Regions from separate parts of the Sus scrofa genome. Here all the other regions are linked to region 1. The links are chromatin contacts, called in public Hi-C and HiChIP or PLAC-seq maps. All regions are on one chromosome and are shown on one strand. Each heading gives the region's core, a stretch centred on a gene start, on an enhancer-like site or on the middle of the called end of the contact. The rest is flanking DNA. Distances are from core to core; before and after follow the strand shown. Region 1 has its middle 420 kb from the start of RGMA. Region 2 overlaps CHD2 (chromodomain-helicase-DNA-binding protein 2). Region 3 has its middle 130 kb from the start of MCTP2. Region 4 has its middle 260 kb from the start of MCTP2.

Region 1 (3,726 bases), core at 828-3,327:
CACATTAGATGAGATTCTTCAGTTCTAATCCTCATTTAATACATCTCAAATACCATCAACTCCAAGCTCCAGAAATGAGAGTAAGAGGGCCTCTACTAGGCATCAAGAAGTTGAGGAGCAGCTTTCATTTATTGAGTAAAGTTATTATAAGACAGAGAAACATGAACCTCAACTCATGACTACATTCTGGAAACTTCCCACCTTCCTTAAAGCTGACTCAGTGATATTCTACAAGTGAACTTCTATCATATGCCAACATTAGCTGATGGAAAGCTAAATCAGATCTCAGAAAAAAAGCTAGATGGACCCATACTGGACACTCATTACAGAAGACAGAAGAAATGCAGATATTAGCCTGGATTTTCTAGATAAATTGAAGTTGTGATACCAGATCTCTGTGAAGTGAGAAGGCATTATTTATCCATTCCCTCCAGCATCTTAGCAAGCTTAATGAATACAGATGGTTCACCTGGAGTCTGAAATGGCAAACAGCAATTGCTCTCCAACAAGATGAATGAACACAGTGCAGAGCTAGACTACTTCATTTGTCAAAAAGAGGCAATCAGCATTCATTGAAGACTTCCAGAGGTGTCATTATCTCACCATATTTTCTAAGGAAAACTCTTGAATGATGTTTCAGTTCTTACCATTCAAGAATTCCCTCACATATTCTCTGGTTTCAGACTTATTACTTGGATTCCTTGGTAAATTAGTAGAGGTTAGAGAGGAGAAAAATTATTTTATTATTATATTTTACATATCTCTGAGCTATCTGTTGCTTAACTCTTATCAAAAACCTTGGCAAGATAATTTATATTTATACTAGATGGTTTGAAAATCAGTAAGATATTCCATTTATCAATATATTCCATGATTCAGCTATAGATTAAGCCAGAGAATCAGAGAGCTGCATTAGTTTGTAGAAAACTGCCCAGGATTTCAAGTACTCCTTTTACTAAGTCACACACTTGTATTATGTCTGTGTTCCCAGACATTATGCCAATACACTGCATAATGTCTGGCTCCTATACTATATGAAGCCATGGATGGTAGCTTTCAAAACAAATTCGAAGAATATTTTTACTTTTCTAAAGAAACTGGTGTGTGTTCTCTGTGTGGTCAATGGAACTCATACAACTGAAGATAATTCTCTTTTGTTCTAACCACTAGAAAACTCAAAACCAAATTTCCAGTTCAAGTTTAACAACACTATAAGAGCCTGTGAGGTTGTCTGCCTTGTGATCTTGCTTACATAATGCTCTTCTGATTTGTCTTTGTTGGTCGTGATTTTTATATTTTTATGTTGGTCTAAGGGAAGGAAGGAAGAACGATATGGAGGGAAGAAGGGAGGAAGAGAGGAAGGAGGAAATGAAAGAGAGAAGGAGAAGGAAGGAAGGAAGGTTAGAGGAAGGAGGAATTAGGGAGGAAATACATTTGTTAAGGTGGGATTAGACTGGTCAAGGAATGAAGAATGATCAATGTGTCATTTCCCCCTGCTTGATGTTACTGGCAAACAAACAGATTTAATTATTATTCTCAGTATCACATTTTTCTTAAAGCAACAGAGGAGATTCTTTAACACAAGCTACATGATTTGTTTTAGCCAAATAGCAACAGCAGGCTTTACAGGCACAAAAGAAAAAATTAAAAGATAGATGACCAGGAGAGGGGACCTTGGCCAAAGAAACAGGAGAGTTGTTCATTTCTAGCCAGAAGTAACTGCAAAGCTCTCCATATACTTGCATACTTGAGAGACAAGTCACTGAATTGAGTAAGCCTTTAACTCCTTCAAATTTTTTAAAAAATCTACATGTGTTGAGGTAACATTGGTTTGTAACATCCTGTAAAGTTCATATGCACAATATTATACTTCTGTAGCCTTCACACGAGCCATGGAGAGTGAGAGAGCAGCAGACAATGCTGCCATGTGGGTACATCTTCTTGAAGCTGCCTATCTCCACCATTCAGATGGGATCTGGGATAATCAAGTTCTTCAGATCCCATTGTGCTGAGTCCTTGTTCTTCTGGGGCAATTCTTCTCTAGATGTCCTCCTAAGTTTAAATGAAAGCAACAGAATCCCAGTAGAGCATACTAAAACATATTTAGAAACATATTGGGGTAAATTAAATATTAGTAGGGTCCTGAGAGACATCAAGAGAATAAACGGTATGGTTCTTTTTTTTTTTTTTTTTTTTTTTTTTTTTTTTTTTTCTCTTGTAGAGCCAGTATTGAAACGGGAATGAAAATCCCCATGGAATTCGAATTATATCCCTTTGCATGTTAAGATTTCATGGGAACATTTCCAGTTGTTAGGGTTCTATTCAGATTACGAACTAGCTAATAAATTTTTAAAAAAGAAAGAAGAGCCACAGTCCCTGGGTACTGTTGATTGCTACCATTTTGCAAAGGCAGCCACAGCTGCACAATGCAAAAGCCAAGAGGAGAGTTAGACCAACAACAATGCTATTCCCAGAGGTCTGCATTTGCTTGTTCCTTCAGCTGCTGTGTTATCTGCCTCAGACAGGAACATAAATAAATGTTGCCTCAGACAGGAACTGCAACAGCAAATATAAAAGCTGTGTATTTGAAATTAATTGTTTTTTGGCCCAATTCTGTAAAAAAGTGACATGCTTTCAGTTGAAACACTTCCATGTAAAGCCAATTAAGTGAGAGAAGCAACAACTGGGCTGAGGTCAATAAAGGATGTTGGCTATTGTACAGTGATGAGACAGGCTGTGCTGGTCACCATCTGTGGAAGCAAGTTAGTTTGCCTTTTTCCATAAAGGTTGTCAGGACCTCCTGGAAGCAAGATAACAAATGGAAGGAAATTAGACCTTCAGATAAAAAAGCTCTTCCCTTTCTTCTAGTTCTGTTTTCTTTGTTCATCAGTTTCCTCCATTCTTACCAAACCCAGTTCTTGGGGAAGAACTGGCCATTTGATAAATAGATATACGTTGTTGTGGGAATACTTCTGGGCTTATTCTGCCCAGGGATAGAAGTCATACTTGATTTTAACACTTAATTCAAATATAATTTGCCTTATATAAAATTCATTCATTTTATTTATTTATTTTTTGCCTTTTTTTTTTCTACTTACAGCATGGTGACCCAGTTACACATGCATGCATACATTCTTTTTTTTCTCACATTATCATGTTCCATCATAAGTGACTAGACATAGTTCCCAGGGCTACACAGCAGGATCTCATTGCTAATCCCTTTCAAAGGCAACAGTCTACATCTATTAACCCATTCATTCATTTTAAATGTACAATTCGATAGCATCGCCATGGTCTAGTTTTAGAACACTTCCATCACCTCCAAACTATCCGTCATTACATCCCCAAATCACTAGCCCATTTGGATCTAGTCAATCCATGTTCTCACGTCCTGCACCACTAATGTACTTCCTGTATTTTATGAAATTCAGATGTTTAATATAAATGGAATCATGCTGAGAAGGAAGGCAACTAACATGTAACAAGTATGTCAGGTGAAGACAAATCTAACCTGTAAAAGAATTCTCCTCTCTTTTCTCCCAAAATTATAATGAATTCTATTTCTCACATTTAAATATTTGATCCATTAAAAATTTATCTAAAATTTCAACTTTTCATTTTTTTCAGAAGTGACTCAACAGTTTCAATTACATTTTAAATAGCCCATTGTTTTCCTGCTGGTTTGAGATGCTACTGGTATTGAGCAGTAAATACCTAAGAACTTTT
Region 2 (3,726 bases), core at 731-3,230, 480 kb after region 1:
TGGCCTGGAAGCAGACCCTCAAATATCTGAGGCTGCAGGAGCACATTGATTTGGCTGCAGTCAGAGGCCCAAGGAGACAGAGATCAGTGCGGCCAGCAGGGCAGGTGGTAGAGGGCCCCAAACACAAACCAGCGAGCTCAGAGTCAAGGTGAGGCCACAGGGAGCCCCACAGTGATGCCTGGGCCTTGTGGCTCAGGGCAGCCCCTTTGGCTGACACACGGAGGTGGAAGAGGAGAGGCTGGACCCAGAGGAGCCTGTGCATTCCATCAGCCCCCAGAGGCCCATCATGAGGCTGGGCCATGGCTGGTCAGCACTTTCCTATGGGCCTCTTCCTGGTGGAGGCAGGTGAGGCCGGCCTCTCTCTCAGCCTCAGCTCCTCTCCTCTTCCTTGCCTCCCGGTCTCTAGCTCCCAAAGGGCAGGAAAGGGGCCGCTGAGCCCTTCCAGTTGGGTTCATGTGGAGAGGAGAGGCAAGCCGTTTGTAGTGGAAATCTGCTGCCCTCTGCAGGACAGTTCTAGAACTATAGTCACTCAAGGCCCTCTGGCAGAGAATAGGAGCCAAAATGCAAAGCAGACCCAGCTGGGGTGGCGAGCATGGTCATCCACCCCAGTTCAGCAGTGCCTCTGGAGGTCCCAGCATCCCCCTCTGATAATCTCAACAGATGCCAAGCCCATTGGGTGTCCCCTCAGTGACCTCATCTACGCCACCCTGGCCTGGCAAGGGGCTCTCGTTATCCGTAGTTTGTATTTGAGGCTTGGAGAAGCAGTGAACTTGCCTAAGAAGCCAGCTGGTTCAAAGCCAAGTCTGTCTGCCTCCCAGACCCATGCTTCTCTTTGGTCCTCATGCCTTCCTGGACTCCTGTCCCTCTACTCCTGTCCTGGCTCTTTTCTCCCTGGCATTTATGTGACATCTTGTCTTCTCATTGTTTGCTTGTCTATGTTCTGCATCCCTGACCCTCCACCCAGGAAAGCTCAGAGAGGGCAGGGTCTCATCCTGGCTCACGTGTGTATGTCCACATCAGCTAGGACAGGGCCACTCTCATGACGGTCTAGTCCCAGCCATGTCTCTCTGTGAGCCTTGAAGGGGCCAGACTCTGTCTCCAAGTTTAGCTGGTTCCACTCCCCGCTGGGCGTTCCTCCTGTGTTTAATCGCCGCACAGAGCAGGCTTTGCAGAAACCTCCTTCCTGGGCTCCCAGGATGGACTGATTGTCCGGCTCTGGGGGGGGTGAGGGTTGCTATGTCTTAGGTCCCCCTGATCTCCCTTCCCTGAGCCAAGGACTGATGGACACTGTCTCCTTCCAGTTGACCCCCAGTGTGGACGAACTTTTTCCTTTTCTGCTTTCGGAGCTCTCACAAAGCCCATGAACCCTAGGAGCTGCCTCCTCCGTATGCAAATGAAGATGAAAAGGCCAGCTTCCCAATCATAGGCAGGCACTGACTTCCCTGCCCACCCCCAGACCACTCCTGGCCCCTCAGGCCACCCTGGTGCGTGGGGTTAGTGCGGACCATGCTTTAAGCAACATCAGTTCCCTCTGGGGTCAGAAAAGAAATAAAGAAAAGCACATGTGAACCCTCTGTAGGGCAGCTCTGGCTCCCAAGAAATGGCTGCCATTCTACCATTCTCAAGGTCAAAATTCTGTAGGTCAGCGATTTGCCTGTGCTCCACACAAAACCCTGTCTCCCTGTACAAAACTGACCAGGGATCCCCAAGACCCACCCCAGGGGAGGGCCCTGTTTTCTACAGGATAAAGAACTTTGATTCAGACAGGCCATGTCTCTTCCCCACTTCACAAAGCAGAACAAATGCAGCTTGCAAGGTGACAGGAGCCTGGTGGGTTTTCAACCTCAAAACACAAGGGAAGGGCTGCCTCCAAGGCAAACCTGGTCCTGTTCCTTTAAGAGCCACAGGTTGGAGCTCAGCGCTGCCTGGCAAATTGCAGGGCCTTGTGTTTCACTAAGTGACCTTTCTGTTGGCGCTAATTGAGGACTTGCCTTGATGCCAGAGGAGCGAGGCCTCGCCAGGGAGCAGGGAGGGGCCTGGGCCTGCTCCTTCCAGTAAAAGGCAGGCGTTTTGGCAGCGGTCAGTTTAGAAGCCTGGTTGCTATTGTAAATCATAGACTGATTATTGCACTTGTTCTTAAAGTTTCCCAAAGTTGTTCCAGCCGAGCTGTGAGTTGCAACATGATTGTGCGTTAAGTTTATAGGCAGGAAGAACTCTCGGCTCTTCTTTGCGTCAACTCCACAACTACAGGCGCTAAATCCAGGCGCAGCCAGGGCAGCAGGACCCTACAACCACAGGTCCTGGGCTGACAGTCACAGGAGTTAATCCTCAACTCTGAGTGGAAATGCAGTTTTATCTGTTATCAAGAATTAAGTGCTTCACAAGGACTGAAGTTTCGCTTCAAAGCCATTTAAGTGTTAGTAAAACCCCTCGGGCCTGGCAAACCTCTCCGACTTCTATTCAGACGGTTCTCCACTCGTGGGCTGTGGCTCCCTTCCTCTGTCTGGGCCTCGCAGGAGTTGGGCTGGCCCCTGTGCCAAATTGCTTGAGTTAACATTTGTGTCAGTGTTTCCATTATAAAGTGCTCTTTTCCCCTTCAAGAATATATAACCCAACTGTAAAATGACCCTCAGGGCTGCAGGCTGGCAGGCTCAGTGTTTTTATTTCCTCTGGGTAGAGGTGGCTGTAGGACCCCTGTTTGCACAGGCCTGGGTCTCCCGGGATCCTCCTGGGCACGAACAACATGGGAAATTGAGGGCTGCCCTGCTCAACTACTGGTGCCAACCCCTCCAGGTTCTCATCAAGGGTAGGGATGTGGGCTAAGATGACAGCTGCTGGGGTCAGGGACGCTGCTCAGAGAAAATGATAGAACCTGCAGTGTAAGATCCTGGACTCAACAGCACAACTGGTGCTCAGTAGCGAGGGGAGAAACATAACTTGAAAAGACTCCATTTCACAAGCTGTCAAAAAATCCCAATGACCCAGCAACCAGAGAAAGGGTGACGTGGAGGCATGTATGGTCACAGGGCACGCCAATGCAAAGCAACATGTTCGCCCAATTCTAAAAATCCTTAGTAACACTTTTTAATATATAAGAATCAAAAGTACAGCAGTTTTTACAATGTAGGAAAATTTAATACATACTATATAAACAACATTATTTACATCAGAAATCACTAGGACAGTGGCATTTTTCACAAATATAAATTAATTACTGTTTAGTCAACAGGTTTTAAAAGTCCACAATTTTACAATAAAGAAAAACCACCTGTCCCCAACCGAGCGGGGCACAGATGGACTAAAGCAGCCTGGACCCTTGGCCTGGATCTCCTCGCCCGACACGGTGGCCCTCAGATAAGCCAGAGGACCACTGGTGCTGGGCCCCGGGCCACCTCTCCTGCTGACGAGTGGGTTTTGGTCTGCAGGATTTCAGTGTCACTGCATCAATTCCTAACTGAATTGCATTTGCACCGCGCACCCTGATGCGACTCTCAGACATCAGGCTAGAGTGTCTGCAGCACGATATGGGAAGTGTTCTGGTCTCCCGTGGAAGGGCGTTAAGGAATGACTGAAAGGAGGCGGAGCCTGGGGCCATTTCTCTCTGCCATCTCCCTCAGACGGCGGGATGAGTCTGGGGTGACCATGTGCTGTTCCAGGGCGATGGTAGACACAGGAGCCCTTGTTCTCTGCCTTGGCCCTGGCTTTACCTAATAACTAAATCTTTGC
Region 3 (3,726 bases), core at 555-3,054, 410 kb before region 1:
AGTTTGACACAATATATTGCTTTGGGCATTTCCCTCTTTATTCTGGGAACTAAAGACATCAATGACCAACTGATGAGAGAACTTGATATGGGTGGTTGGAAATGCCTTTTCTTTTTTTTTTTTTAAGGGCCACATATGCAGCATATGGAAGTTCCCAGGGTAGGGTTACATCAGAGCTGGAGCAGCAGCTGTAGGCTTACTCTACAGTCACAGCAATGCCAGATCCGAGCTCGTCTGCCACCCACACCACAGCTCATGGCGACACTGGATCCTTAACCCACTGAATGAGACCAGGGATTGAACCTGAGTCCTCATGGATATTAGTTGGGTTTGTTACTGCTGAGCCACAGTGGGAACTCTAGGAAATGGCTTTTTTTCTCCTTGTCCTGGTATTAAGTTTTAAATTGTTTCTTTCTTTTTTTTTAATCATCTTAAAGGCAGGTAGTATAAATTAAATCACTATTACTTTGTAAATGCTTATTATCAATTTAATTATGGCTTACTACATTGGCACTAAACTGAAACTTAAATTCTAAATCCGGTAGTAAGGATAAGAACCTCCTTCAAGAATGCCTCTGGGGAATTCTTACATAGGAAACAGAAATCATAGTTTAAGATGAAAAAGAAAAAATCAAGGTACACTATTCGAGCTAAGGTGAATCAAATATTACCAGAATAAGTGACCCTTATGCTATTCCAAAACACAAGGGACATACTTTCATCTTTATAGAACTGACAAATTTCATACCAGCTAAGTTGAAATCTTTATGGATAAACTTGTTCAGATTTACAAAGTTTCAGCCAATTATCAAAGCTTATAGGATTACGAGATAACCACTCCCCTGAAAACATTTCTAGAATAAAGCCTGTCAGATGTCACTGTGTTTAATGTAGGCACAGAATTTAAGTAGCTGGCTTAGCCACTCACCAAGTAAGGATCAAAGATGCTAGAGGGCGGGGTCTCAGGTGAAGCTCGAGTAGGACAAGGGCAGTTTTTATGGGGTGCACTAAGCAAAGATTCCTTTTAGGAGAGCAAATATGAAAATAAATTCATTTTTAAGTTACCCTTTACCTAATAGAAATTGAGAGCGTAGGGCAGGATGTGGCTAATGCCCAGTGGTGTGCTGTTAAACACTGAACCGGCTTTCCAAGTGGGTAGTGGGGAGGCCCTGATGTATAGTGTTTGCTAATTTCTGAAAGTAATCCACATGGCTGATTTCAAGCTACCAATGTGAAGTTGCTGAATGCACAGATAGGTAGAGATACTAAGAATCGGCTCTTGCAAGCTGCTGTCAGTGGACTCCAACACACCACTGACTCTTTGGGTAATGCTGGCCCATTCATGCTTTACTTTCTTGTTGGCTTATCATAAGTGGAACCTCTTGTGATCAGTTATTTCTTTTAAAACTTTTATTCTCTTTCTTAGCAGTGACATAGGAATAAATTTTGTTGAAGTAGAGAGACAACAGAAGTGGCCTGTTGTCCAACTTGGGAGTGTCCTTCATACCATAGTCTGTGTGAAGGTTGCCCCCTGGAGCGGTGCAGGAAAGAGCCTGCACAGTCACATGGGGTGGCCCTGCTACAGCTCCATGTGCTTATCTTCACCGCCCTTACTGCCCATATACACACTGGGCAACTCATGGTGCATTAATTACATCATATATGCTGCTCTGTGCCAGGCAGCTATGCCAGCCCACTCTCCTCCTCCAATCTCAATTTGACCTGCTTCTGTTCTGGTATTCCTGGTTCTCCTTATGCACTGTGTGAGCAGGACTAGAAGGGAACTGAGGGAAGGGTCATGGGGACATCTGACAGCTGTGTTCAGAAGCTATGTGCAGAGGTGTCCCAGAGTACAGCGTGGGAGGGAGGGTGGAGAAATCCCAGGGGGCCCACAGCCCTGTCTGTCACCAGCCCAGGAACACATAGGCACAGTGTTCATTATCTGAGGGAGGAAAAAGAATAAATCAGTGCTGCTACATGCAGCTAAATTACCCTTAAAAGACCTCACGCTCAGCTGGCTTCCCAGCTGAGTCATGGCTGCTTCAGCAGCCAGGGGGCCTCATGAATATTCTGTGGGTGGCTCTGCATGGGGTCATCACCCCGGACTGATCCCCACTCTGTGGACGTGAGCTTTTAAAAAAAGGACAGCAAGTCTGGGTGATCGATGGTGTAATTTTGGCTTTCTTGAGAGAGAAGCTTACCTTGGGACTACAGAGAAAATGACTTACTTCGTGGTGCTCAGTGCTTGCAAACCCAGGGAGAGCTCGGAGGGCCAGCTAGCACGTGGCCAGCCATCTAGGGAGCACTGAGGGAAGGGTCATCTGGCAGATGGGGATTCAGGGGGCCTGGCAGTAAGCAGGGCCAGGCTATGCCCAGGGCACAGATCCAAGGGTCGTTTATGTCTGTGTGTACAATCCTCGCTGACTCCCCTGAGGTAGGAGATAGGTCTCAGGCTGAGCAGCTGCAGCTGGTGGTTTATAAGAAAGATGACTGGCCAGAGACAACCCAGACGACTGCTCCCTTATTAGCAATTTCGGCTGCCTCTATTGCTTGCAACTCACTCTAAATTCACCCTTGTGCTCTTCCACCTGTACTTTGCTTCTTTTTTTGGTGGTGGGGGTGGGGTGGGGGTGGTGCATACCCATGGCATGCAGAAACTCCCAGGCCAGGGATCGAACCCATGCCCTAGGTGTATCAAGAGCCATAGCAGTGACAATGCCAGATTCCCAACCCACTGAGCCACAAGGGAACTCCTCGTACTTTGCTTTTAATAAATGCCATCTCTATTTCACAATCTTAGTCTCTATTCTGAATTCTTTCTTCAAAGAAGACAGGGACTCAGGTCCTTCTGCCAGCCATTTCACTGCCGGAATCACTCCTCTCCTCCCCTAAATACACACTTACACATGCTCATCACTTCTTCCAAAGGCAAGAGGCCAAAAATAAATAGAAATGGAGGTGTTAGCACACAACATCACGGCTACCATGATTCTCCCTGCCAAAAAGTGCTCGATAAAGTGGTCATGACACTTTTGCTATGAGATTGGGGATCCTTCAAAGAGAATGTCAATCTATAAAGGTTTGTAGAATATGTGAACAAGGTATATTATATAGGATCTCTTGGTTGCAAGTAACATGAGACCTACTCCAAGGCAGCCTAGAGAAAAAGCCAAGTGTACCTGAATTTTCCTTGTTCCAGTCCAGGCACAAAAGAGATTCCTCTTTCCATCACAGTCTACAAAATTCCCAAGGAAGAAACAGTAATTTCCTGGCTCAGGTCAAGTGTCACCCCTGATCAGTCAGTCTTGGGAAGGGCACAGGGTCTGGGGAAAGACTGATTCACCCAGCTGAAATCTCTGCAGTCTGAAAATGTGACTTCTATTTTGCTTTCTGCTGGAATCCCCCTTCATCCATAAAAACATACACTGGCATAGAAAGGTCAGGGGGTTTGAGTCACACAAATCTTGGAATGGAGCTTGCTTTCCCTCTTCTTAGTTGTTTAACCTTGGACAAATAATTGAACCTCTCCAAAACTCAATTTTGTCATTATCCCAACAAAAATTCATATTGTCTGACACAGAAGTCCTCAGAGTGAGTCCTGGTACCCTCAGCACCCAACCTCTTCTGAGAACTTATTCGAAATGCAAATTCTCAGTCTTGACCCCAGACTGGATGCATCAGAGACTATGGGGGTGGGACGTGGCCATTTGCGTTTTTGCTTGTTTG
Region 4 (3,726 bases), core at 728-3,227, 280 kb before region 1:
TTTACCTTCTATGGTTTGGACAAATGTATTATGTCATGTCTGATTATAGTATCATACAGAGTATTTTCACTGCCCTAAAATTTCTCTGTGTTCCATCTGTACTCCCCTACCCCAAGCAACCATTGTTTTTTGTTTTTTGGTTTTTTTTACTGTTTTTGTAATTCTGCCATTTCCAGAATGTCATCCAGTTGGAACAAATACAGTATGCAGCCTTTTCATATTGGCTTTTTCACTTAGTAGTATTCAATTCAGATTTCTCCATGTCTTTTTATGGCTGCACAGCTTATTCTTTTTAGCACTGAATAATATTCCATTATATGTGGTCTGGATGTGCCACAGTTTATTTACCCATTCACCTACTGAAGGACATGTTGGTGGCTTCCAAGTTTGGGCAATTATGCATCAAGCTACCATAAATATCTGTGGTCAGATTTTTGTGTGGAGATAAGCTTTCAACTCCTTTTGGGTAAGTACAGCTGCTGAACTGTATAATAAGAATGTGTTTAGTTTTGTAAGAAACCACCAAACTGTCTTCTAAAGTGACTGTACCGTTTTCTGAAATCACATTTTGATAGTTCAGTTTCTGGATAGAAAACTTGAAGTGACCAGTGTGCTTGTCTCTTGCCTAAGAAGAGAACAAGCCACAGAACTTGCCAAGGCAGTGGGAGACAATACATAAGTTGTTAGGCAAACTAAACGTGTCTGGCCCCTGCTTGTGAGACATTCCCATTGTACAGTAGGCAACATACACTTGGAACCGCCTCCCCAGTCACATGAAGAGACCAGGCAGGATAGACTGGGGCTTGAATTCTGTCCTTGTTATAATCCATAGAAAAATGTCCTACCTTTCTAATCCTCGGTTTATCCATCTGTCAAACAGAGATTATAATGCCTGCTTTAAGGTTTTCATAAGGACCAAATGAATCAAATCAGCAAAGTACAGTCACTTAACTCAATGTCTGACATATAGCTCAGTAGTCAATAAGTGCTCATTCTATTTTCTTTTTATAAAGGGGGGAAAATATTTAAGCATAAGAGCTGAAAAGTTTTTGAACCAAAGAGTTCAGAATAGAGTTTCTTAGAATAATTAAAGCTTGAGAATCTTTTGATTGGATTGAAAAATTAGATTGAACATATGAGCGGGAACATGAATAAGCACAAAGATGAATTAAAAGCCCAGTTCTGTGAAAGAAGGATATACGTTCTCATTAAGTCTCTCACTTAGGGAAGGAGGTCACCTCAGAACTTCTGTTTAAAAGCTGTAATGAGAGCTCAAGTTTACTGAGCACCTTATACATGCAATTATTCTCACTATTGCATTATTATTATTTTTAATAGTTATTTCCCCAATACATTTTTTTTCTACCGTACAGCATGGTGACCCACATACTTGTACACATTCTATTTTCTTACATTATCATGCTCCATAATAAGTGACCACGCATAGTTCCCAGCAGGATCTCATTGCTAATCCATTCCAAAGGCAACAGTTTGTATCTATTAACCCCAAGCACCCCATTTATCCCACTCCCTCCCCCTCCCCCTTGGCAACCACAAGTCTATTCTGCAAGTCCATGATTTTTTCTGTATTATCACCATTTTATTTACAGGTATCTTTACTTCCTCACCTTCATGGAGGAAGGAACTGAGGCACAGAGCAGTCCCATCACCTGCCCAAAGCATTTACTCCATAACAGAAGCAGGTTTTGCATTGAGATGAGCCTATGCTCTAATCTGCTACAGTGCAGACCTGCCTTTTGTGACCTATCAAGCAGGGACTGGCTCTTTCTAACATGGACTTGGGAAATCTTTCAGCAGTGACAGTCACGTCCCAGGGACGGCTGCTGAATAGAAAGAGGGACAGCCAGACAGCTGCTTCCTGATCTAATGGCCTCTCTTTCTCTAGGGCTGGCTTCTGCATCTATTACGTGGATCAAATTTGAAAGCAGGGCTATGTTTCTTCTGGATCCAGTCAGCTGCCTTGAATACAGAAAATACTCTGCTATTTATCGCTGTCATAAATTACTCGTGGTGTGCTGTGAAAGGCTGAGGATGCTGCCAAGCAGGAATTTATCAATATGGTCAAAAAGCTCCCACCCTGTTCCAGCCCCAATCTGTATATTGATTATTTTTATAAAGCAGTAAAAATAAGTTTAAACAAAATTAAAAAAAAATGAAGCATAATGCTACTCACTAAATATATATATGTGTATGTGTTTTTAATATATTAATTTATAGCTGAAAGCCAGACCGTGTCTTCAATCATACAGTAATTTGTCCTTAGAGGGAAAACTGACACATACTCATGCCTGTCCATGCAATAGCAGCATTGGAACGGTAATTGTTTCATACATAATTTAGGCCATTTGTGTAACAAATAAAGCATTTGAAAACCAACCAGGAACAACTCATGTTTCATAATAGTATCAAAAACTAGCATCTGTGAGTTACATGCCTCATTTAAAAAGCCTAAATTATTGGCTGGCAGTTTATGGGAATTATCTCCTGTATGGAACGATTTGCTTTGGCCGGGGGGTGGGGGGTGGGTGTCAGGATTTTGTTTTAATTCTATGCCAGGTTAGGTTTTTTTTTAATCAATATAACTGTAATATCATTGAATATCACAATCATCCCTTAATATATTTTCCATTTTTGGTTTATTTTGATAATAATAAGAATTTAACAAATAAAAATGCACTTCAAAAACAGGCTTTTTTGGAATCCTCTGGTGTCTTGACGGGTTAAAGATCTGGCATTGTCACTGCTGTGGTGCGGGTTTGATCCCATGACCCAGGAACTTCTGTGTGCCATGGGTGTGGCCAAAAAAAACCCCCAAGTTTTTCTTATGATGTTAATACAATTTTTGACTATGTAATTCTGACTACATTATACACATATAACTAATGATGTTTGTGGATTTTCTCACTTATTTATTCATTAAACCTATATATGCAGGAACTGTGTGAACTACAGGAGAAGAAAATGATGGCAAAATGGACCCTTTTTTTTGGCACTTACATTCTTGAGTATGGTTGGCAAACTTTCCCTGTAAAGGGACAGTTATTTTAGGCATCAGGGACCATAAAGTCTCTATTGCAACTACTTAACTCTGCTGTTATAGTGCACAGGCAGCTCTGGGCAATATTCAAAAGAATAAGCTTGTCTGTGTTCTGGGAAAACTTTACAAAAATATTCAAGGGACTGGATTTGGACTTCAAGCTGTAGTTTTCTAACCCCTAGTCTAGAGGGAAAGCTGACTATCAAATAATCAGGCTGATGTTTGCTAAGTTATGCTTGAAAACTGTAAAACTGCATTTGGCAAAGAGATGAGTGCTGTATTTGAAGACTGGCATGAACAACAGGCTGGTTCCATGTGGACAAAACGGTCAGAGAGGTCTTTCCTGGAAAGGGATGATAGAGCTGATGCTGGAATGTTGGAGTAGAAGTTAATTTGGCAAAAAGCCAGCTCAGGGGAAGGGTGCTCCATGCAGAAGGAACAGAATATGCAACAGCCTTGTAATACAAGGGTGTTTTAGCTTTAGGAAGTGAAGGAAGGCCATAGCGGCCAGAACAAGGCAAACATGAGGGCCTGAAAGATGGAGAGGTGAGCAAAACTTTTCAGATGAGCAAGTATAGAAAAAGCAAGGCCAGCAGTGCTTTGTGAGGTGCCCCCAAATGACTAACTCTGACTTTCCACTTGTAAATTGGGACTGGGAGCCCAAAGCT

What was found. A called contact is a pair of places that touch in the nucleus more often than the background predicts. HiChIP or PLAC-seq counts read pairs in DNA pulled down with a chosen protein or histone mark.
Region 2: an H3K27ac HiChIP or PLAC-seq map of skeletal muscle shows a contact between it and region 1. The contact joins two enhancer-like sites. A contact is called at or near these places in 1 of 47 Hi-C or Micro-C datasets (embryonic fibroblasts) and 1 of 2 datasets of contacts at active chromatin or transcription factors (skeletal muscle).
Region 3: an H3K27ac HiChIP or PLAC-seq map of skeletal muscle shows a contact between it and region 1, with 12 times the contacts expected there. The contact joins two enhancer-like sites. A contact is called at or near these places in 1 of 47 Hi-C or Micro-C datasets (heart right ventricle) and 1 of 2 datasets of contacts at active chromatin or transcription factors (skeletal muscle).
Region 4: a Hi-C map of fetal skeletal muscle shows a contact between it and region 1, with 2.1 times the contacts expected there. The contact joins two enhancer-like sites. A contact is called at or near these places in 1 of 47 Hi-C or Micro-C datasets (fetal skeletal muscle) and 1 of 2 datasets of contacts at active chromatin or transcription factors (skeletal muscle).

Annotation. Positions count from the first base shown.
Region 1 is chr7:85,500,649-85,504,374 of Sscrofa11.1, forward strand. No RefSeq gene overlaps it. Among named protein-coding and RNA genes, the nearest start is that of RGMA, 420 kb to the right of the region's middle. Within about 2 kb of position 2,078, at least 5 of the 83 cell types and tissues checked have an H3K27ac peak or open chromatin away from gene starts, as enhancers often do. A contact at or near this core is called in embryonic fibroblasts, fetal skeletal muscle and skeletal muscle, where this site is marked.
Region 2 is chr7:85,977,646-85,981,371 of Sscrofa11.1, forward strand. CHD2 (chromodomain-helicase-DNA-binding protein 2) reads right to left here. Exons shown (of 38, transcript XM_021099370.1): 38 at 3,114-3,726. Among named protein-coding and RNA genes, the nearest start is that of RGMA, 58 kb to the left of the region's middle. Within about 2 kb of position 1,981, at least 31 of the 83 cell types and tissues checked have an H3K27ac peak or open chromatin away from gene starts, as enhancers often do. A contact at or near this core is called in embryonic fibroblasts and skeletal muscle, where this site is marked.
Region 3 is chr7:85,095,682-85,099,407 of Sscrofa11.1, forward strand. It overlaps the pseudogene LOC100627536. Among named protein-coding and RNA genes, the nearest start is that of MCTP2, 130 kb to the left of the region's middle. Within about 2 kb of position 1,805, at least 12 of the 83 cell types and tissues checked have an H3K27ac peak or open chromatin away from gene starts, as enhancers often do. A contact at or near this core is called in skeletal muscle, where this site is marked.
Region 4 is chr7:85,218,729-85,222,454 of Sscrofa11.1, forward strand. No RefSeq gene overlaps it. Among named protein-coding and RNA genes, the nearest start is that of MCTP2, 260 kb to the left of the region's middle. Within about 2 kb of position 1,978, at least 5 of the 83 cell types and tissues checked have an H3K27ac peak or open chromatin away from gene starts, as enhancers often do. A contact at or near this core is called in fetal skeletal muscle and skeletal muscle, where this site is marked.